Linked DNA regions of Mus musculus: region 2 is linked to region 1. The links are chromatin contacts, called in public HiChIP or PLAC-seq maps. All regions are on one chromosome and are shown on one strand. Each heading gives the region's core, a stretch centred on a gene start, on an enhancer-like site or on the middle of the called end of the contact. The rest is flanking DNA. Distances are from core to core; before and after follow the strand shown. Region 1 overlaps Gm32543 (a long non-coding RNA gene). Region 2 has its middle 17 kb from the start of Gm32543.

Region 1 (4,215 bases), core at 1,412-3,911:
TTTTATGTATGTGCATTTATATGTTTATATATGTTTTTGATGCAAAAGCATATTTTTCCTAGAGGACAAGGGAAATGATTTGACTTTCATCAAGAGTGCATTTTCATGTAAGATTATAGTTAGATAACTTTAAGAAACTACTCTCTAGATTGAAAGTTCTTCACAGGAAGCATAGCAGGTTTAAAATCTATGAAGGTCTAGAAATGCAGTGCTCAGTTAGTAGAATGGTTGCTTAGCAAGCATACAGTACTGGGCTTGATCTCCAGTATCAAGTAAAACTGGGTATGGAGAGACACCTGTAATTCCATCCCTCAGGAAGAAGTACAGGAATATCATCTACATAGTAAGTTCAAAGTTAGCCTGGGCTGTGTGAGACCCATCTTTTAAAAAGTGTACTTATGTACAATAACAAATAAATCTCTTAGCCAGAGCAAGCAGGGACTGAGTAAGAGGAGTTGACCAGAGCAAACAGGGCCGACTGCAGGAAGTAGGATGGACTCGAGCGAGCAGAGGTCCTAAAAATTCAATTCCCTACAACCACATGCAGGCTCACAACCATCTGTACAGATACAGTGTACTCACATACATAAAATAAATAAACAAATCTTCAAAAGAGAGAGAGAACAAGGACAAGAATAATAAAATATTAACTTTATAACATATGTTCTGTTCTATTATTAGCACCTTTTCTTGCTACTCGCATAGGAAAGACTCCCTAGCAGCTTAATTGGTTCTTTTTGGTCACTAATTCAGGAAAGTTGGTGCAACAAGCAAAACACCCAATTTGCAACTTGCAGAAAGGTATATAGTAGGTGAACCTAACTTAATACAGTGTCAACATTCATAACAGTAAAGAGTTATACAGGAGTTCAGGCTAGCCTGGGCTATAATGAGATTCAGTCTCAAAAATCAACCAACCAACCAACCAACCAACCAACCAACCAACCAACCAACCAACCATTTTGGCACATTTTTATTAAATATTCTTTGTGAGCTTGGCACAGGTGAAATACTGTGTATATTAGAGGTAAATTTCTTTTACAGCCTATATTACAGTAAACAACAAACAGAGATAATAGAAGCTGTTGTCCCTGGTGCAAGTGATAAATAGACAATAATGTGGTGTGAGAGGGAGCTGAGGCTAACCCCAGGAACGTGCTTTGGAGCTCTGGCATCGAGCTTAAGGCCTAGGGGAGTGGAGAGTGTTCCAGGATGGGGTTGGGGCTGGAGTGGTGGGATCTGTTGTGAGCAATTGGTAGAAGTTGAAGGCAAAGAGAAGGGCAGGGCCTCAGCCTCAAACACCATGGTGAGGAAAATGAATTTCTGAGATTAAAACAAAGCGAAACAAAACTCTGAAGAATTTGAAGCACTCAGATTATTGTGTGTTAAGGAACAGAAGAGGTAAGTCATTTCTCCATCGCCAGTGAAATGAGCCAATTCAAACCCGATTAAAATATATTAAAGGCAGGTTTATTGGAAAGCTGCTCTTGGGTGAGTTCCCTGACCCCAGGGATGGCAACTAGGGAAGTCACCATCATGGGGTAATGGGTAGAAAGAGAGAAAGGGCTTGATGGGCAGAGAGAGAAAGAGAAGAAGAGGGAGGAAGGGAAGGAGGGAGGGAGAGAAAGAGAGTGAAAGAGAGCAAAATGTCTGGATTGTATAGGGAAGAGTCTCTGTGGGGAAGGGCAGCCCAGCTCCTGGACTGGAAAGTTCAGGATTGGGGACTTAGTATGCCAAGCAAGGACTAAGATGCTAGGAGAACCTGTAGACCAGATCTGCTTTGGAATATAAAATAGGCACCTTGGGCCCTTGTCTCTGGGTCTGAAACGAAACAAGAAGCAGAAACAGAAACAAGTCTCTAGAAGACAGGTGCTTATACCAAAGTGATGGGAGGGCACATGAGAAGAAAAAGCAGAGATCTTAAGTCCTGGTTTCCTGGGAGAAGCAGGAGTGTGTCCGGACATCTGACAAGAGTCCAGAGTTCTGTGAAACTGGAGAAACACTGAGGAGGTGGGGCAGGTAGCATGCAGGACTGCTTGCTGGCCAGTTGATAAAAAAACAAACAAACAACAACAACAAAAAAAAAAACCAGAGCAGGCCAGGCAGTGGTGGTGCACGCCTTTAATCCCAGAATTTGGGAGGCAGAGGCAGGTGGATTTCTGAGTTCAAGGCCAGCCTGGTCTACAAAGTGAGTTCCAGGACAGCAAGAGCTACACAGAGAAACCCTGTCTCAAAACAAACACACAAACAAAACAAACAAACAAACAAACAAAGCACGAGAGAAAGCCAGGAGCTGCGCAAAGACCTCGAGCATGTCTTTACCAAACCTCTGATAGCTTGAGGCACTGTTCCTATTAACCCCAACCTTTCAAATTTTACCTTTCCATTTGTTCCCCTGCCCACAAAGAGGAGCATGCTTAGAGCCAAGAAATTCAAGACAACTTAGAAATGTTTGTAAAGTGCCTCTACTAAAAGACACTTTGAAAACAACGTCTTCCTCCTATTCATAGGTTTGACACTCTCAACCAGTTGGGTTTTCTGTCTAGGAGAGCTGCTATTCTTGTTTCGTTCTTCTAGAACAGGTCATACATTTACAGCGAGCCAGAAGAACTTTGGGTGGAAAATGCAGCCCCCCACCCCAGTCCTGTTATCAGAACATAGCCAGCCTTAAAGACTGGGCTATCTGTTAGTCCTTTGGTATTCTAAACATGTGGGTGTGGGCTCTTCACTTGAGGGTGGCTGGCCTAAATTTGTAACCAAGCTTTTTTCCAAGTAGATTGTAGAAATGGCTGGAGAGATTCGACTTTTTGGTAATTCAATAAGAAGCTCAGTGCTTAGGCCAAGATAGTCACTATCCTATAAACTCATTAAGTCCAGAGTTTCTGTCTTCTAAGAATGTGCCAATGAAGCGAGGTGAGTGCTTTAAGAACAGCTAAACACAAACACAGAACTGAACTCAATTCCTTAGAGTGCTTTATGGAAATGACTTCTGAAGCTGTTATACACTCCTTTCTCAAAATCATTTGGGCCGATGATAGTGGCACCTGCCTTTAACCTCACTATTTGAGTTGGAGACCACCCTGGCTACACAGTGAATTCCCGGACAGCCAGGGCTGTTACACAGAGAAATCCTTTCTCAAAAAACCAAGACAAAAATCAACCAACCAACCAACAAACCAACCCACCCACCCACCAACCAACCCACCAACCCACCAATCCACCAACCAACCAATCCACCAACCAATCAACCAACCAACCAACCAACCAACCAACCAACCAACAACCAACCCACCAACCCACCAACCCACCAACATTCTTCAGTCATAGTTCTGCTTGTACTTGTGCAGGTCCCTTCTTTCACAGATGATTCCTTCAAAATTAGTTGATAATATTGGGGGGGGGGGAGTAGAATCATAGTTTTAGAAAGTCAAAGACCTGGGACAACTTCAGCCTGTGTTAAATTTTAAGTATAGGACAAGAAAATTCTAACAGGACACATATGTCCTGGAGCCATAACTCTAGGAAAAGATTTATCTATGAAGAATGGGCCCTTGTAGTATTAAAATGTGGAAATTCTTCTTCTCTTCCTCCTCCTCTCCCTCCTCCTCCTTTTTCTTCCTCTTCTTTTCCTTCTCTTCCTTCTCCTCCTTGAGACAGGGTTTTTCTGTATAGTCCTGGCTATCCTAAAACTTGATCTATAGACCAAGATATCTTCAAAATTAGAGATTTGCTGTTGTCTCATAACTTCTGGGATTAAAAGTCACCACTGCCTGGCTAAATTTTTTTGTTTTGTTTTTTGTTTTGCTTTGTTTGTAAATTCTTAGGTAGATGCTGTTATAATTATGTACAAGAATACCAAGCAGTGAGAAAAGATTTCATAGATGAACTCAATGACATGAAAGATGGTTCAGGCTATAAAATGTAGTGAAAAATTCTATATAAATTTATATAAATATGTAAAAGTTGTATACACCGATTAATTTTGGTGGAAAATTATATGTTGGTACTTACAAGAGATGAACCAGGGAGATAATCAAGGATTACATTTGTGTGCCGAAAGCCTAAGAAGGCTTACTTTCTACTCTTCTAGAGCTTTCCAAATGGCCTTCAGTGAAAGTAATTATTTTGCAATAAGGAAGTATTCAGTGAGGTCATCAATATCAACCTTAATATACTTCATTGATAAATGTTAATTTTGTAATTGTTAAGGAAATT
Region 2 (3,646 bases), core at 653-3,152, 110 kb before region 1:
GCTAATCAGTTACCTCAGTGAATGGGATGTTAATCAATCACCTAAAGCAAGTGAGGTGTCCATCAAATGCCCCAATCACTGTATACAATAATGTCTCATGAGTTTTGAAAAACTCTGATTCCTAAGTATAGTGTTTAGACAACAATCAGCAAGAAAATTTCATGTTGAAGGTAGTTTGAAAAGGCACTATAGATATGACCCACAGCTTTGAAGTCCCAGGACATAGGTTCAAATGCAACCCAGATAAGTTAATATCATTTGATATGGATCTTTGCAAAATGAGCCAGTGTTTTAATTCACAAATCCCAAGTAGTAATGTAAATATGGCTGGCACCTTTGACACTTTGTTGGCAGACATAGCAGAAAGATCACTCAGAGTGAGCCAGGGCAAAATGAACATAAAATATTAATCTCAGCATAATAAAAGCATTCAAATTTTATTTGACTGAATCATCTTAAATCACACTGATGCATGGGATGATTCCCTTTTTGCTTTATAATCCCCTGTGCTGATAAGAAATGCTCTGCTCAGGTGAGAATACTAACAATTGTATAATTTTATAATCTTATTCAGAACTCAAATATATATATATATATATATATATACACACACACATATATATATACATGCATATAAATATACATACATATTTATCAGTGGTTCTTTATATATATGTATAAGAACCATTGTGGATTTTTAATTGAGTTTCATATACTGACATCTGACATTCCTACTAAGAATTCATTTATAAAATAATAATGCAAGTAGCAAGGGCTGTAATCTCAGGCCTTGGCAGGTACAGGCACCAGGATTGTGAGTTCAGGGTCACTCTGGAGGGTTCAAGGGCATCCTGGGCTACATGAAAAACATGTAAAAACAACATAACACAAACAGAGAGCATGAATTAGTAAAGCGTTAGTGGTTTCTTAATTGGCTTTTGCTTTCTCACTCGAGTCTCTCTTCAGAACAGTTGAAAAACAAATGAACAAACAAACAAAAACTACACAAGAACTCTACATTTCCCTGGCCTAATGGTACCTGTCTTTAATCCCAGCACTCAGGAGGGAAGCAGAGGAAGGTGGATCTCTGAATTAAGGAGAGCCTGGTCTAGCTACATAGGACAGCCAGAGCTACACTGTAACAAAGACCCTGTCTCAAGAAGAAGAAAAGAAACAACATTTCTTGAAGACTGTCCTTCTTTCAACATTTTCCTTCACCTATCTATTAACTCACTCACTCACTCAGTCACTCATTCATTCATTCATTCATTCATGCATGCATTTATGCAGGCATGCATGCATTTGTTCAGCAGGGTTAACTTACTCCCTGTCACAAGCACAGTGCTTCTTGCATTGGGTTCTGTAGGAGGATACAAACAGTTTAACACATGATCCCCTTCTTCAGAGAGCATATGACTTGGGAATGCAGTACAGAAGAGAAGTAAACGACAAAGGGTGACTCAACTGTGTCTGAGATGTCACAATGCTCTGTGTGACTATGTGTCAAGAGAATGCCACTGATAGTAAACAAATGCTCTTCGTTCCTAAGAAGGAGAAAAGGCTGTGACAAAGGGAGGTTAGACAAGCCCTTGGGAGGTGGCCCAATTCTGTATCCAGCCTTGAAGGTGTGAAGTCCTGGGGAGTTGGAAGGACATTGTATGCATTCCAGTCGTGGCTCCTAGGAGCCTTTCCCCAGAGCCTGGGAGGTGGGGTGGAGGGGTGGGGTGAAGGTGGGAGGAACAGACTCTACCCCACCTTCCAGAGGCAAAGGTTTTGGGGTTTTGGATTTTCTTCACAACTCCACGTAACCTGCTAACATCATTTTGAAATAGCAAACTATCAGACAGTGATACTGGGTCAGCCTGGGGAAGCACATGTGGGCCTTGAAGCTCAATCAACTTTTTACTAGATGCTCTGTGGGAAACAAAGGTTCCAAGCACTGGTAGACGTTCCTTCCCTGTGCCTTCTTCCTGTTACCTCCCTTTATAAATAAAAATGGGTGGGGCTGGGGGTGGGTTAAACCAGACAAACAAGAAGCTCAGATTCTGTAGTTTTGCATTACTGTGTTTGTTCTGGTTTCCTGTCTGTCCACGGAGCTGTCCCCAGTCTGGATTCTGACCGTCCTCTGCTTTCTCCAGCTTTGCTGTACAGCTGTTCTGTGTCAGTGAGACTCGTCTCCCTCTCGCCAGTCCACCTTTTGCCTGACTTGCCCACGTTCAGTTCTCTTCTGCAGTTCACAAATCAAATCAATTTGTGATCTTAGTGGTTCCTCAAACATATAATCAATCAACAAATTGATGTTTTTTAAACTGCTCGCTATACCATCAATTGTTCTACTTTAAAACGTGAGCTTAAAGACACTATAGAGTTTTGTTATTATGGTACTGACATGAGCTACACTCAGCACCCAGAAAAGACAACCTGCTTTTTGTTTCCTAAATTGAATTTGCCTTTAAAGATAAAACCGGACATTAGTAAGTAGCCTATGCTGGCTATGACCGCCAGACCATTTTCCTCATGACATCACAGAGTGAATCCTGCAATTGTGTGGTTTGTTTTTTTTCCCATGTGAGTTACTCTGTAGAGCTTCAGTATGTTTACGTCCACCCACCTCTCTGACTTATCAAGATCATTTGCACTTCTATCCAGTTTTCCAAAGTGGGATGTACCACACCCAGTTTGATGTCATTACTGAACTTAATAATCATATTCTTTCCCATCATCAAAGTCGCTACTAAAAATAGCAATGGGGTAAGACCAACCTCTTTGGAATCCAGTGAGGTATGCATCTCTGGGTTCACACTAGACCATTGGTAATTACTACTGGGAAAAGCCTTCTAATCACTCATGAGTCTACCAGAAGAAGGTGATTTCAGAATGTAGCTCCTTAATTGGCCAACCACAAGCTAGACAAAGCCTGAACGTCACAATAGTCACAACTATTTAAGATCTTCTTCTGCGTGGTTTCTATCAGTCTTATGCATCTGAGGGATACCATTTGACTAATGTTCATGTAAGGTTTTTTTGAAGTATTTTTTTTCCCCACCATCTGTGATGTGTGTGTTCATAAGATTGTAATATGTTTCTGGATTTTAGATATTGAATTTTGTTAGACTTTTCCTAGCTTTCTGTTTTAAAAACATGCTCATTTTTTTCTCAGTCTACACACACACACACACACACACACACACACACCACACACCTCTCATCTTAAGTTTGTAAACATAATTGCTAGCGATTCTGTGATGACCTCATTGAAGTGCCATACCCTGATGTTTGCCAGTAATTGCTTATTCATTTCACCATGGCACTTCCAAGTCACCGACTAGCATATGCATTTGTGTATGATAATGATTTCCAACTTGTTGAGTGGAGTCATCTGAAAGGCTGAAAACACAAGGCTAAAAGCAATTTCTACGTCATGTTTGTCACTTCACCGGGAGAGACATGACAACTCAGAAAGAAAAAAAAACACAGAGGAAAGAAAGGTCAGTCATCCAGCTGAGACTTCCCTGGCAGTTAGCTGAACTGGTCTTTGCCATAACCTTTGGACTGCACCCATTTTGATTCAGAGGAGATCCTTTGTAGGAAAAGCCTTCCTGGGAATGTGGAATGTGGAAGTTTTGAGAAGAGGTCTGACTGAGAA

Evidence for each region. HiChIP or PLAC-seq counts read pairs in DNA pulled down with a chosen protein or histone mark.
Region 2: a contact with region 1 is called in an H3K27ac HiChIP or PLAC-seq map of extraembryonic endoderm stem cells. The contact joins two enhancer-like sites. A contact is called at or near these places in 6 of 484 Hi-C or Micro-C datasets (bone marrow-derived dendritic cells, bone marrow-derived macrophages, cortical neurons and 3 more) and 5 of 115 datasets of contacts at active chromatin or transcription factors (CD8 T cells, bone marrow-derived macrophages, embryonic stem cells and 2 more).

The regions. Positions count from the first base shown.
Region 1 is chr10:17,591,032-17,595,246 of GRCm38.p6, reverse strand. The region is part of intron 3 of Gm32543 (a long non-coding RNA gene); the gene reads left to right. Among named protein-coding and RNA genes, the nearest start is that of Gm32656, 67 kb to the left of the region's middle. Within about 2 kb of position 2,661, at least 9 of the 459 cell types and tissues checked have an H3K27ac peak or open chromatin away from gene starts, as enhancers often do. A contact at or near this core is called in extraembryonic endoderm stem cells, where this site is marked.
Region 2 is chr10:17,695,902-17,699,547 of GRCm38.p6, reverse strand. No RefSeq gene overlaps it. Among named protein-coding and RNA genes, the nearest start is that of Gm32543, 17 kb to the right of the region's middle. Within about 2 kb of position 1,902, at least 43 of the 459 cell types and tissues checked have an H3K27ac peak or open chromatin away from gene starts, as enhancers often do. A contact at or near this core is called in extraembryonic endoderm stem cells, where this site is marked.